4 separate regions of the Mus musculus genome follow, and regions 1, 2 and 4 are each linked to region 3. The links are chromatin contacts, called in public ChIA-PET, Micro-C and promoter capture Hi-C maps. All regions are on one chromosome and are shown on one strand. Each heading gives the region's core, a stretch centred on a gene start, on an enhancer-like site or on the middle of the called end of the contact. The rest is flanking DNA. Distances are from core to core; before and after follow the strand shown. Region 1 holds the start of Mtf2 (metal response element binding transcription factor 2). Region 2 has its middle 15 kb from the start of 4930428O21Rik. Region 3 holds the start of Evi5 (ecotropic viral integration site 5). Region 4 overlaps Rpap2 (RNA polymerase II associated protein 2).

Region 1 (3,345 bases), core at 148-2,647, 200 kb before region 3:
CATAAAGGCTGAAAACAGTCTGCAGAAGTTCCTATGAAGATTACATGGAATCTATTTGAAGGAGAAAGTACTTGCTGCTAGAGAAAACGGAGTCAACCAACCACTAACATATTTCTAGCTCTACTTTGATCTCATGAGGTACTTTTCTATGTCAATTACAGGCTTGTCTGGGTTTTCAAATTCTAACTACTGTTGCATGGTAATATCTTCAACCAAAGTTAAAGGTTTTAAAGAATAAAACAGCATTCCATACCCCTTTTCCTATTGTTCACAATCTCTCGTACCACTCAATAAATCCATCTCTGCCAAAGAAAAAATTAACCACCAAGGACTGCAGATTGTAAATCACAGTTAAGAGTTCTGGCACTATGGAAATGTGTTAAGAAATCCTGGAAAATTTTGGTTAAACCCCTTAGTGCCGTAAGTAACTAAGTTGTAATGATGAATACAAATTATCAGGGCAAGAAATTTTAATTGAACGGAAGAAATGCCTCCAAATAAAAGCTATCTCTTCCCCGTATCAATTCACCTATCACTTCTTCTCTTTAAGCTTCCAGGGCTTGCTTTCCAGGGTATTTTCCTCATCCTCGTACGCTAGCTATCTAGCCCACCACTAGATTCCCCTACCACAATTCCACACAATTCCAGCACCCTCTGGTTCCAAACTGCTACTTTCCTTAGCACCCCTTAAAGTGCCAGTCAGCCCCTCTACTAGGCTCCCCGCATTCTGACGGCTCCTCCCCTCGGTTCCCCACCCCCTCATCACCAGGTTCATCCTGCCCCTCCAACCGTCTCCCGCCCCCAGGTTCCTTCCTGCCCTCCAAACACAGCTTCCCTGTCTCAACGTTTTATCTAATTCCACCAACTGACTCCCGAGCGGGGCGCCCCGCTCCTTCCCCCAGTCCCTATTTTTACCAACATCTCACTGACTACCCCTCCCGATCCATTCTTTCAACATATGCATCAATGCAAAAACACCCCCACACAGGACTCCCTTGCCCAAAGCGGAGCCTCCATCTTTCCCCTTTCTTTTGCTTCCTTTCTTTCGTCTCTCCTCATCCCAACCTCCTCCCAAAGAGTCGGTTCCCAGGCCAAGGTCTCTCACCTCATTCGGTCACTTAAGTGGTGCCAACCGCTTCATACAGGAAAATAGAAGCAATCTCGTTCCCGTGGGCGCTCCCCCGCGAGTCCGGGCACTCCCTGGGCACCCGCCCCAGCGGGAGCCCTGCGCACACGCACACACACACCGAGTTCCTTGGGGACGAGGGTTAGGAAGGAGAATGTGCGTGCTCACACCGGCCTCAAACACAGACCACTTCGCAACAGCCCTTCGCCATTTTGGTTTCCCGCGGACTAGCGGTGCATTCTGGGAGCGCGGAGCTACTCCGGGGCCGAATGGCAGCTCTCCAGAGCCGCAGAGGGGCGGGGCCTGCGCGGCGAGCGCGGAGGAACACCGCGCCCTGCGTCCCGGACCAGCGCTGAACAAAGAGGGACTCTTTAACGTCGCGGTGGAATTAAGTCCTCTTGCTGCCGGTGCAGACACAATAGTGAGCGCAGCGCTTCCCGACGCTGATGCTTGCCTTACTAGGTCTTTTAAAAAGAGAGATCGTGTCCAGTCTTTCGTGCGGTCTTTTTTAATGCCCTCAGAAATAGGATATTGCTCAGTACATCTTGATGGGGTGATTTCCTTTCTGAAGAAAGGAAATTATTAACTGGAAAAAATACTTTTCTTTTACCTTCACCTAGAGGCCTGCTGTTATAATCCCCTTAAGTGGGGAGGAGACCCTGGATGGCAAATTTCGTTCAATGAATACTATCCAAATCCAAACTTATCTGGAATCTGTAATGGGAGATTTTCACTTTTTTTTCCTCTGACGATGAACGAGATTTTTTTTTCCCTGTTTACCTGCTTTGTGACCTTTCCTAATTGTAGTGAAATTTGAGCATACCCTCCTGCAAAGCAGTTGATTGAAGGAACACACAACTTTCATACTATTGCAGGCTTTTATATGAGGCCCAGCTGATAAATGGAATGCATGCTTATATCTTTGACTTATATTTGAATGCAACCCAGCACTTATAGAAACACCTGTAATACGTTTCTATTTTGTGAAAATATTTTCAGAGTCATATACTTTTTATCACAGATTATGTCACAGAGGCAGTACTGAATTTTCTCTCTGAAGAAATACCTCTTATGATCTAAATTCCTTTCACTCATATTTCAAGAGTTCCCTTTAAGCTGGGCGGTGGTGGCGCACGCCTTTGATCCTAGCACTTGAGAGGCAGAGGCAGGCAGATTTCTGAATTCAAGGCCAGCCTGGTCTACAGAGTGAGTTCCAGGACAGCCAGGGCTATACAGAGAAACCCTGTCTCGAAAAACAAAACAAAACAAAACAAAAAAGAGTTCCCTTTACCTAGGTTCTGAAAAATCTGGCAAATAGGCATATTCATATTATACTACATTTTTTTTTCTTTTTTGAAGACAGAGTCTATCTATTATATAGCTCTGGTTGTCCTGGAACTCATTGTGTAGACCAGGCTTGCCTCAAGCTCACAGAGATCTTCCTGTCTCTGCCTCCTCAGTACTGGGATTAAAAGGCCTGAGCCACCATGGCTAGCTTTGTATTATACAGTATATTTTATTCAGTACATTATATCAATCTGTGTCTCTCCCTCTTTCTCTCTCTCTCTGTCTCTCTCTCTCTCTCATGTGTCTCTGTATCTGACTCTCTCACACACACACTGTCTCTCTCTGTCTCTCACACACACACACTCTCTCTGTCTCTCTCACACACACACACTCTCTCTGTCTCTGTCTCTCTCTCTCTCTCACACACACACACACACTCTCTCTCTCTGTCTCTGTCTCTCTGTCTCTGTCTCTCTCTCTCTCACACACACACACACACACACACACACTCTCTTGTCTCTGTCTCTCTCTCTCTCTCACACACACACACACACACACTCTGTCTCTGTCTCTGTCTCTCTCTCTCTCTCTCTCTCTCTCTCTCACACACACACACACACACACACACACAGTAGTTAAGAGCTCTTGAGTACCTGTGTTCAATTCCCAGCACCCACATGACAGATCACAGTGTCTTTAGCTCTAATTCTAAGAGGCAAAACAGCATAGTACATAAAATAAAAATAGGTAAGTCTTTTAAAAGAGGTTGGAGAGATGGCTCAGTGGTTAAGAGCACTGACTGCTCTTCCAGAGGTCCTGAGTTCAATTCCCAGCAACCACACAATGGGTCATAAACTGTAATGGGATCCGATGCCCTCTTCTGGTGTGTCTGAAGAGAAGGACTCTCTTATACATATACATAAAATAAGTAA
Region 2 (3,284 bases), core at 542-3,041, 180 kb after region 3:
GCTATGGGACTTGAGAAATGGCTCAGTGGTTAAGAGCACTGACTGCTCTTCTGAAGGTCTTGAGTTCAAATCCCAGCAACCACATGGTGGCTCACAATCATCCGTAATGAGATCTGACACCCTCTTCTGGAGTGTCTGAAGACAGCTATAGTGTACTTACATTTAATAATAAATAAATCTTGAAAAAAAAAGAATATCCAGCTATAAAGACCCCATCATACCAAGAACCTCATTCTACAGACCCAGGGAAAGGAAGCCTTCCCAGCTTCCTAGGAGTGGAGATGGGCATAGACCTCAAACTCCTTTGCCTCTTGCTTGGGCTTCTGGAAAGCTGATCAGCTAACAGGAGCCTGGAATTCCAGGTGAGAGGTTGCCAGTGGCCTCAGAATAGAGGCCGTCTTGCACAGGCTGTGTGCTGAAAAGGCGAGGCAGGAGCTAATAGGCGATTTTTATAGCAAGTGACTTAGAAGCTGGAGTTACCATTTTGGTAACTCTAGTTTTCATATTACAGGGCTTATGTTAACACAGAGAAGCAAGGGTCGGGAGGAGACGAACAGGGGTCAGCCAGATGGTTCAGCATTGCTTGCTCCTCATCCTAAGGACCTGAGTTTGATTCCCAGAACCACAATGCGGAAGGAGAAAACGGACTCCTAAAAGTTGTCTTCTGATATGCATACATACACAATAACTAAGTGTTTTTAAAATGTAAAAAGCATCAACGAAAAACCCAATAAACCAACCAGGAGCTGAGGAATTTGTAGTTCAGTGTCAGAGTTTATGGTTATTTGATATGCACTAGAACCTGGTTTTATCCCTAACACTAACGAATAAAATCGTCAGCTTTCAATTTTACCATTAAACAGGAGAGGACTAGACACAGATTACGATTTTCTGAAGACCACTAACTAGGATTGGGGAATTCTCTGGAGTGGAGCTCAGCTTGCCTCCTGTGAGTGTGTTTCTGCCTGTGTCAGGGTAGCGCCATCCACTGAGGCCACACCCCTGATATATCTTTTATTTATTTATTTTTACAGGGAGGAGTTATTTGTTCTTGCTCATGCCTTGTATTTTCTTTATGTTCGAAGATGTCATCAAATGATCCCCTTTGGATTCTTCGCTAAAGGTTTGTGGAGTTGCATTTGAAGTCTTCCCTCACAAACAGCTTGTTTCAACACTACCATGGCACTAACCGATCCGTGAGAAGCTCACTCACTGTCACAAAGCAGCCCTGGAAGGTAGTGAGTCTCATGGCCCTCACTCGCAGGTTGTCCACTGTAAACGGAGCTAGTGAACCCTGCTAGCCAGTGCGCTGGCAGGACAGCCCAGCAGCTGGCTTTCAGAAGGGACCTGAGCATCGCTCCCACTTGGATTTCTCAGACTTGTCAGTTCGCAAGTGTTCTTTCTTTAGCCAAGAAAGACAAAACCACCTCCGGGTGTACTGCCCCAGGGCTGTTTTGAGAGCATTTCTAAGAGCCTCTAAGGAAGGTGTATATCCACATCTCTGATTTATGTAAAACGATCCGCCCCAAACCAAAACAGACCCTTTGCCTCCGCGGTCTGGCCTGCTTCCCAGCTGTTGGCATTCTCCGGAATCACTCGCAGCACCGGCTGCTCCACCAGAGCTGGCGCAAAGTCAACAGCTCCGCCAGGCAGGCGCCCCACCCGCCATTTGATTTTGTTAAATCACTCCTTTGGCTAATATTTCAGGGACAGACACGCGACGCATCTGGCTCCGGCTAGATATTTTCAGTCTCTCGGATCCCAAGGTAAATATTTGCAGGGTCGATGGCTGCAAAGTAGGCGGGCGTGAAGCGGGGCGGGTCCCCAGCTTCCACTCAAGGCCGGCGCAGCTGCTGCAGCGCCCCGCCCCTTCTCCCACGCCCCGCCCACTTCCCCCATGAGCCCCAGCGCGGCCCGCTCGTAGCTTCGTGTGTGCAGCGCATGGCTGGACTTCAGCTTCCGCGAGGCTGGTTTCGAGGTGAGGCGCGCGTGATGCCCCGTTGCCATCCTGTAAAGCTCGTGCTTGCACTTTTGTTTATTTTCAGTTTTATTTTTAGCAGATATTGTTTCTGTTCTCCCCCCCCCCCAACCTCTGCTAGGCAAGTACACGTGGTCACGTGTGGAGTCAGGAGGAAGGGTAAGGAGGCTTCGGAGAACCTGGGACAGGTTTGGTTTGAGGGGCCAGGTTTGTCTGAAGTACCCTCTGAGACTTCCTCCTGGGAAGAGATTCCATTGTGTCAGGATTTTCCTACACACGTGGGCACATTTTAGGAAGAGTTACAAAGTGGGCTTTGGTGCTAGGAAAAGGTGGATTAGGTCAAGGATATATTAGATATACATTTCTTTATTGTGGCAGGATAGCTTAGGTGTAAACAAAGGAGCCCATGTGGAGACCATGATGGGAAACCTCCAACCCTTGGTTTGGCCTACTCGAGACCTACAATTCTTTGGACATATAGTTCAAGTGAGCATTTAAAAGAACAGAAACCAAATATGTGGTAGCATGTTAAACACTCAGCCCTGCAGTGATATGCTTGTAATCTGTTGCTTTAATTTGTTTCCTCCCCCACTGAGTTGGAGGGCGGGACTACGGTGTGATGGATGATATTAGGGTTGTACAGCTGTAGAGTCAGATGCATCCTTATTTTAAATGCTCACATTTTGTTCATCGTGGCTCCTGTAAAATATTAACGATGTGCCTACTACACCCACCTAGGGAAGGGTATTCTTGAAAAGTGTTAGCAAAAGTCAATAAATAAAACCTTTACAAGTTCTCCTGAAATTAGAAATCAGATTGAATCCCAGGCATCCAGACTCCAGGCTTTGCCTTAAACCTGTGCAGAGTGGATGGATCTAGCTAGGCCATATAGATCTTTTTTGGCTGCAGCTAAAACATTTACTGGCAGCAGGATCAGATCCTACTCCTCGTGGTAGCTGGGTCCTCCCTTGGAGCCCCCTCTGCTGTCTTCTCTTACTGCTAATTGACTTCCTGAATCCCCACAGCAGCTGCTGGAAACCTTTCCAGCTCTTCCTGCTGTGGTTTGTGCTGGTGACCAGTTCCCATTTCCACCATCCTCACCTGGGACCTTCATCTCCAGATCCCCCCACTTCTTTATATTTTCAGGGTGTCCTTTCCCTCCCTAAGCTGAATTCTTCCTCAGCGCTCTGGCCATATTTTCCTCAAGGCTAATAATTTCTCCCAATCTCATCATCAACCTCTTTTAAGTTTTTTGTTTGTTTGTTTGTTTTGTTTTTTATGTAAGAGTCATGAATATTTTTAGTAA
Region 3 (3,546 bases), core at 331-2,830:
GGGTTTTCAAGAGGCATTTCTCAGACCCAGAGACTAAGGCCCAGGTAAGAAGGTGAGGCCAGGAAAACTTCCCAGGTATTAGAAGTTTGCAAAAACTCTTGTGAGGGAGGAAAGGGTCATTGTGGCTGGAGAAAGGAGAGGATGAACATGGTCTGAGCAGAGAGGGGAGCTGGAGAGGTAGGCAAGGTGCCTGGCCCTGGAGGGCTTGGTTAGGGTAATTTTTTTTTCCCCAAAAGAATGGGATACTGAACAGCAACAAGGTCACATGGTACAGTATTTGAACAAAAATTCTTCTTGTGGTTTGAGATTTGGAGAAGGGTAGGAGGGGATGTGGATAAAATAGGCTAGGTCAGTGTCCTTACACTATCTGCAGGTCAGGGTAATTTTAACTAAGGTGGTTGCTGATGAAGGAGATGAGAGAGATTCAAGGAAACTTTAGCAGATAAAAGCAAAGAATTTGCAGATAAATTGGAAAGGTACATTATACTTTTTTTTCTTTTGCTATGGGGTAGATACATTAAATTATGATGAAGTTTTTTGTTTGTTTTTTGAGTCAGGGTGGTGTTGCCTTGGCTCTCCTGAAACTCTGTAGACCAGGTTGGCCCTGAACTCTGAGATCTGCTTGCTTCTGTCACTCAAGTGCAGGGATCAAAGGCATGCGCCAAGACTGCCTGGTACAATGAAGTTGTTACATTGCCATTAATAACCCGACCTAAGTTATGCAAAAAAAAAAAAAATTGCCTCAGACTATTTTGAAAATTTCAAAGCTGGGTGGAGGACATGGTTTTACTTCCCATTTCTTATCCTAATCTTGTTGAAAAATAGTCTTTTCTAGAAGTGCTTGTGATAGTGGAACTTTTTCTGGACAGGTCTTACAAATCTAAATGTAAAAGCCAGTGGTATCATATTAGTAAACAATTTTAGAGCTTTTCTGACTGCTTGATGGTAATTACTATCCTTTTGGTCACTTTCAAGTATATAACAAAAATGATTTATATTGCCTTTATTATTTTTTTTTTTTGTTGCCTGCAATTCCTTTGACAGGACCCAAATGAATAGGCTGTTTTTGTCCCAAACTAAGTAATTTCCTTCTAAGAATTTCTTGGTTGGTGTTGGATAATTGCCCACCCTCTGCCGGACTCCGAAAAAACCCACGGTTTATTCTAGAGGATTAGTGGAAGACCTGTTTTACCACCGCGAGTGCCATTTGATTAATATTATGTTTTTGGGAGTGAGACTCCGGGCAGCCCTCGCAAAGCTGCGCGTCGCTGTGCGCGCCCCAGGCCTGCGCGGATGCTCGCCCGGGGGGCTCCGAGGGGGCGTGTCTTGTGCTTCCCTGACTGGCCAGGGGCGGCTCGAGAGACTGGGAAGTCAGCAGTTTGCATGGCCGAGGGCTGGGCGCTTGGGAAGAGGGGCGGAGGACCGAGAGGGATCTCCCCGCCTCCGTTCCTCTCGGTCCAATCCCTTCGGCTTCTGCTTCGGCTTCGCCAGCGCGGCCGGGGCCCTAACCTGCTCGAACCCATTATGCCGTAGAGGCCGGCCGGGGCTCTTTAAGGCCCTCGCCGCGCCTGCGCCCTGGGCTTTCGTGAAGCGGCCCGACCAGAGCCGGGCGGAGCTGGCGGGCGTGGGGCTGCGCGGGGTTCTCCCGAGTCGTCGGCGGTACGGTGGAGGGTCGCGGGCAGCTCCGGGTTCCTGAGCAGGAGGCGTGCGCCGGGTCACGCGGGGAACGCGGCCGCGGAGGCCGAGCCGGGCCGAGGCGCTTGGAGGCGGCGGCGGCACGGCCGCCGGCTGCATGGGAAGTTCATGTTGACGGCGGAGTCCACCCCAGGTTTCCAAGGTGAGGGGCGCCGCGCCAGGCCGGGCTGCGGCGAGGGAGGGCGCGGGCGCCGCCGAGGGCCGCGCCGCCCACCCGGGCCGCCGCCGAGTTTGCGGCGCGAGCCCGCCGGGGCCTGCGTTCCCCGCTCTCGCCTGGCCCGGGCGGCCTCGGGGCCCGTCCTCGAGGACACGGCGGTCCGCCGCGCCCTGCTCGGAAAGTTGGCGTCTCCATTCGGCCTGCGGCGGCTGCCGGCAGGTGATGGGCGAGCCAGGTGTGCAGAGCGACGGCGCACGGAGCTCCTGTGCACCCGGTTGCCCATCGCCTAACGGGGCTAGCCTGAGATTAACCGCGGGTTTCCGGTGGGTTGGCTTGCGGTGGTGGCGCCTGCGCTGGTGACTCCGACCTTAGGTCTTTTCACCAAAGAGCGAAGCAAAAGTTCTGGACCGGTTCCCTCGCAGTCCCGTTTCTGCTGGAGGGGATTTTGAAGAGCAACAAGCGGTTTTCTTTGGAGAATAATAAACCTTTCTCCGCCGAGAGAATGAATTCCAGAGCTTCCTGAAGTTAGAGAAACATGGTCTGTTGGTAGTTTTTAATCTTTGCGCGGTGTTTTTTTTTTTTTTTTTTTTTTTGGTGTGTGTGTTTTAAATTTTATTAGTAATAATTTCTCAGTGTTCCAGAACTTTGCTTCCTGTAAGATAGAAAATGCTCACCTTCTATGAGAAGTTTGTGTCAAGGAAATCTTAGAAAATTTATTCAAGCCTATCTGGAGTAGAAAGATCACAATTTTAAGTTTTCAGGTAATGATTTTTAAGTGAACCAACACAAACCAACAAATTACTAGGTTGGGATATATACCTCGGAGGAGTGGAATTGCTGTTTTTTTTTTGTTTGGTTTTCTTTCTGGGTCAGAGTTTTGCTATGTAGCCCAGGCTGTCCCCGTACTCCTGCCGTCGACCTCCTTGCAGTATATTGCCACTATTTCTGGTTGATTATTTTTTAAAAATTTCTGGCATTAGGTTCTGTTGGGCCTTCTCAAGACGGTTGAGAACTCTAGTTATTCCATACTTACGATGCTTACCATCTTCAAAAAATGCTGCGATTTGGATGGTGGTACTTTATCAGTGTGTGACTTTATTTTGCCTGGTGAATGAGTTTAAAAATATTAGTCATTTTTGTATTAATCTTTTGTGAAATGCCTCTTTTACGAATTATGCTTAGGTTTTTGTTATTTTACTTTTCTTTTTTTTTGTTTGGTTTTTCGAGACAGGGTTTCTCTGTGTAGCCCTGGCTGTCCTGGAACTCACTCTGTAGACCAGGCTGGCCTCGAACTCAGAAATCCGCCTGCCTCTGTCTCCCAAGTGCTGGGATTAAAGGCGTACGCCTGGCTATTTTACTTTTCTATTGTTTTTTTAGTTCTGTCTTTTGTTTTGTTGGGGACAGAACCTACATCCTTGCATGAGCAACTGTGTTAACTTTCCAAGGTTTCTTTTATCAGTGGTCTGACAGTATCTGCAAAATTCCAGAAATAAACAACTTAGAAGTCTTAAATTTTTCTTTAAATTGAACTTATTTAGGTACTCTCGGGCAGGCCCCTTTCTGAGGACTTGATACAGATTAGCTCACTTAGTTTTAAGTTACATGCCTTTTGGAGTAGCTGAACATTAAGTGGGCTGCTAATTACTCCTTTGTCCAGCATATCTAGTTAGTTACTCAGTAACCATTGGGGGGTT
Region 4 (3,219 bases), core at 528-3,027, 220 kb after region 3:
AACAGAGCGCCTCAGAATACAGAGACTGTCTAAAGTCACTACTTCAAAACTACAACAAACCCAAAGACTGAACTAGGGAATGAACAAAGAGGAAGCACTTCTAAGTTATCTGTGAAGTACACCTGCAGGATCTTATCAAGTGCTTACCCCACTTTTGTTAAACCGACTTTCTAGGCCCATGTATATATTTTCTCTCCTTTTTGACATAGGCTACGTTGCCCAGACTAATTCTGATTCCAGGACTCAAGTGATCTTTCTGCCTCAGCTTCCCAAGAATACAGGTATGTGCTCTACCCTCAGTTTAAATTATCCTGTTCAATCTTTTTCATTAAAAATAACCCATCATGGTCTGCAACCCTATAGGTAGAACAACAATATGAACTAACCAGTACCCCCAAAGCTTGTGTCTCTAGCTGCATATGTATCAGAAGATGGCCTAGTCGGCCATCATTGGGAAGAGGCCCCTTGGTCTTGCAAACTTTATATGCCCCAGTACAGGGGAACGCCCAGGGCCAAGAAGTGGGAGTGAGTGGGTAGGGGAGTGGTGGGGGGGAAGGGTATGGGGGACTTTTGGGATAGCATTTGAAATGTAAATGAAGAAAATACCTAATAAAAAATTAAAAAAAAAACCCATCACGCATTGAAAGAACTGAAGTAACTATTTTAACCTTCAAACTTCTAATAGTGGATACCAAAGAAAACAATGAACTGAAAAACTTCTTAAGATATAGCAACACATCAGAGTTGATATTTGACAATGTGTTTTCTATCTTTAAAGTCACTGGTAGAGAATGTGGATAGCAGTGAATGTTTTAAAAGTTAATACATAAAGTCTGTGAGGGCAGAGGGGACAGTAGCAGGACTGCAGGTGACACTTCGAAGAAAACAGGTACTGCAAACTCATTAACCTATAAAATCAAAAGCAGGAAGAGACTTCTCAGGGAGACTCCAGGGAAAACACAGGGACATCTGAAGCTGGTTCTTTACTGTGTGGCAAACAACAAAGCAAAGCCAAGTGTCAGACAGCATCCCCCTGACACGCCCTTTAGCCCACTGCTCCACATATGTTACACATCAAACGGAGAGAACACGTCAGGTTAGGACAGGCCATTTGTTGTTCTAACACCTGCTTAACAGGAACTATGTGCAGTGCTAGGAAGAGCTTCAAAGTATGGGCATGACTACTGAGGGATCTTTGATAGAACATTAGAGTCAAGGACTCGGAGCTGTGAAAATGGCTCACTGAGACTCAGAAGACCCAGCGGTCTGGGTTTGCATCCTGTCCCCAGACAGAGAGCCACATAAAGAGTCCAAGTTTTGGTTTATTGAACAATTAGAATTAAATAGCAGATTCAATGCTGTGTTATCCATCTGTACGGCAGTGAAAGTCAGTAGCAGGCTAGGATTTTCAGTGCTCTCCTCCTTTCCGATTCCTACCGCGGCAGTCATGGCACCACATTAAAGCACCAGGGCCTCCACTTGGAAACTCCTAGAACACTGTAGATCACGGTGGTCTGAATGATCACTTCTTAAACATCTAGGGCACCTGCATCAGTGATATCCCAGAACTCCACCCTCAACACTGAAGCAGGAGCACTGTCTCCTAGGGAGTTTTCTGAGAGCAGGTGGGCTGTTGCAAATGGTACTGGACAACCATCTCCCTCACGTACAAGTGATCTAAGTGAAGAAAGAGCTGTGACAAGGTCTGTGAGAGTAAATGTCACCAGAAAGCACAGTATGGTTATGGGTGGAGGAAGGACAGGAAACAAAAAGCCACACTTTAACCTATCAGATTTGAGAAATTACTGGGTTCATACAGAGTTCTGCTGCAGGGTGGGAATCCACTCTGTTGCTCACCAGGCACAAAGGCCATGAAGATACAGTGACTATATCCCTTGCCCCTCCTATCTTCTCTTAGAGCTAGGAAGGAGGGGGTATGAGGGAATTTTCTGCCTAAAATAAAGACAGACTATGTTTATATATTCTGTGCTTATCATGCCAGCAATGTAAATAGATACATGAAGCCTGAAGTGGAGGCTCACATCTGTGATCCCAGCATTTTTGAGGCTGGGGTATGAGGACTACCACAAGTTCTAAGCTAGCCTGGGTTCAGGATAAGACCCTATTTTTAAGTCCTAAATAACAAGTACAATACCTGACAGTCTATGGGAACAGACTCAAATGAAAGCAAAGAAAGTCTTAGGTTTCATAGGTTTACCTACATTTAAAATGAGATAGGGTCTCACTACAAAGCTCAGTCTCCTGCCTTGGCCTCGTGAATGCTGGGTTACAGGCATGATGCTTGGCTGAAGTGCTTCACTAAGAATGGTGCTGGTAAAAATCTAAAGCAAGTTTAACTGTGGCACTCTAAAGAAGTTAGAGTTCTCAAATGTGACTCAGCACCAGACTATCTTGTTCTAAAAACTGAGCCAGGATCTACCCTTCTCTCCAGAACTAAATGACAGAGGACTAACCGGAATATCTGTCCTTATCACCCTATACTCACACTCAAAGAAACAAAACACTGGCTCCCTGTGACCCAGAACACAGAAGCTCAAGATGCCATGTCTTCAGAAAGCCGAGGGCTCACAGAAACCCCAGATGTTATGCAAAACATCTTCCTCAGAAATGAAAAAGAAATCAGGTATATGTTTTTCAGAAGGAATCCTGCCTGTATATTTAGGGCTCTTCAGAATATAAATAGTTGGAATTTCAAATTTTAGGTTTCATATTTAACATAAACTTACTTTTTTTTTCTTTTCTTTTTCCTTCTTGAGACAGGGTCAGTCTCTATGTAGCCCAGGCTGGTCTGGAACTCAGAGATCTGCCTGCCTCTGCCTCCTGAGTACTGGGGTTACAAGTGTGCCACTGGCCTGCACCTTCAACTCCCTTTACTGTGTTGCTTCTTGAACAGAGACAGAAAGTCTAATGCTAACAGGGAGGGAGCCCACAAACATTTGTCTAGCCTGTGGATCAGACTTCCTCCCCACAAGAAAACAACAATCAGCTGGGCTAAAAGTCCAGAAAGTCACCATGCTGCAGAGCCTCCTCCTTTCTATAAGATAACACAGGTTAGGCCATGTGCTGTGGCAACTGCTGCACGCTACTTTTGCTGACCCGACAAGGAAACAAACACAGAGAGGTTAGAGCCGAGTGTCATTCAGCCACTTCACAGTGGGCTGTAGAAATGTACCATTCTCTTGCAGACCCCAGCCGGTC

The links. Hi-C and Micro-C count contacts between places; a contact is called where the count stands out from the background. ChIA-PET counts read pairs in DNA pulled down with a chosen protein or histone mark. Capture Hi-C pulls out chosen DNA fragments and counts their contacts.
Region 1: a promoter capture Hi-C map of pancreatic islet shows a contact between it and region 3. The contact joins the promoter of Mtf2 here to the promoter of Evi5 in region 3. A contact is called at or near these places in 1 of 15 datasets of contacts at CTCF or cohesin (the NIH/3T3 cell line), 1 of 484 Hi-C or Micro-C datasets (uterus), 4 of 115 datasets of contacts at active chromatin or transcription factors (bone marrow-derived macrophages, embryonic stem cells and memory CD8 T cells) and 4 of 9 other capture datasets (adipose tissue, liver, macrophages and 1 more).
Region 2: a contact with region 3 is called in a Micro-C map of the HL-1 cell line, with 2.1 times the contacts expected there. The contact joins the enhancer-like site here to the promoter of Evi5 in region 3. A contact is called at or near these places in 3 of 484 Hi-C or Micro-C datasets (the HL-1 cell line, double positive thymocytes and myocytes), 4 of 115 datasets of contacts at active chromatin or transcription factors (bone marrow-derived macrophages, craniofacial prominence, effector CD8 T cells and 1 more) and 2 of 9 other capture datasets (liver and pancreatic islet).
Region 4: a contact with region 3 is called in an RNA polymerase II ChIA-PET map of effector CD8 T cells, with 31 read pairs. The contact joins the enhancer-like site here to the promoter of Evi5 in region 3. A contact is called at or near these places in 1 of 484 Hi-C or Micro-C datasets (nephron progenitors), 2 of 115 datasets of contacts at active chromatin or transcription factors (effector CD8 T cells and memory CD8 T cells) and 2 of 9 other capture datasets (liver and pancreatic islet).

What each region holds. Positions count from the first base shown.
Region 1 is chr5:108,063,726-108,067,070 of GRCm38.p6, reverse strand. It overlaps Mtf2 (metal response element binding transcription factor 2), which reads right to left and starts at 1,397. Exons shown (of 15, transcript NM_013827.3): 1 at 1,106-1,397. The coding sequence starts at 1,110.
Region 2 is chr5:107,686,643-107,689,926 of GRCm38.p6, reverse strand. No RefSeq gene overlaps it. Among named protein-coding and RNA genes, the nearest start is that of 4930428O21Rik, 15 kb to the left of the region's middle. RefSeq lists an enhancer at 938-3,165. Within about 2 kb of position 1,791, at least 218 of the 459 cell types and tissues checked have an H3K27ac peak or open chromatin away from gene starts, as enhancers often do. A contact at or near this core is called in the HL-1 cell line, bone marrow-derived macrophages, craniofacial prominence and 4 more, where this site is marked.
Region 3 is chr5:107,867,082-107,870,627 of GRCm38.p6, reverse strand. Evi5 (ecotropic viral integration site 5) reads left to right here and starts at 1,580. Exons shown (of 20, transcript NM_001378824.1): 1 at 1,580-1,837.
Region 4 is chr5:107,649,154-107,652,372 of GRCm38.p6, reverse strand. The region is part of intron 11 of Rpap2 (RNA polymerase II associated protein 2); the gene reads right to left. Among named protein-coding and RNA genes, the nearest start is that of A930041C12Rik, 17 kb to the right of the region's middle. Within about 2 kb of position 1,777, at least 39 of the 459 cell types and tissues checked have an H3K27ac peak or open chromatin away from gene starts, as enhancers often do. A contact at or near this core is called in effector CD8 T cells and memory CD8 T cells, where this site is marked.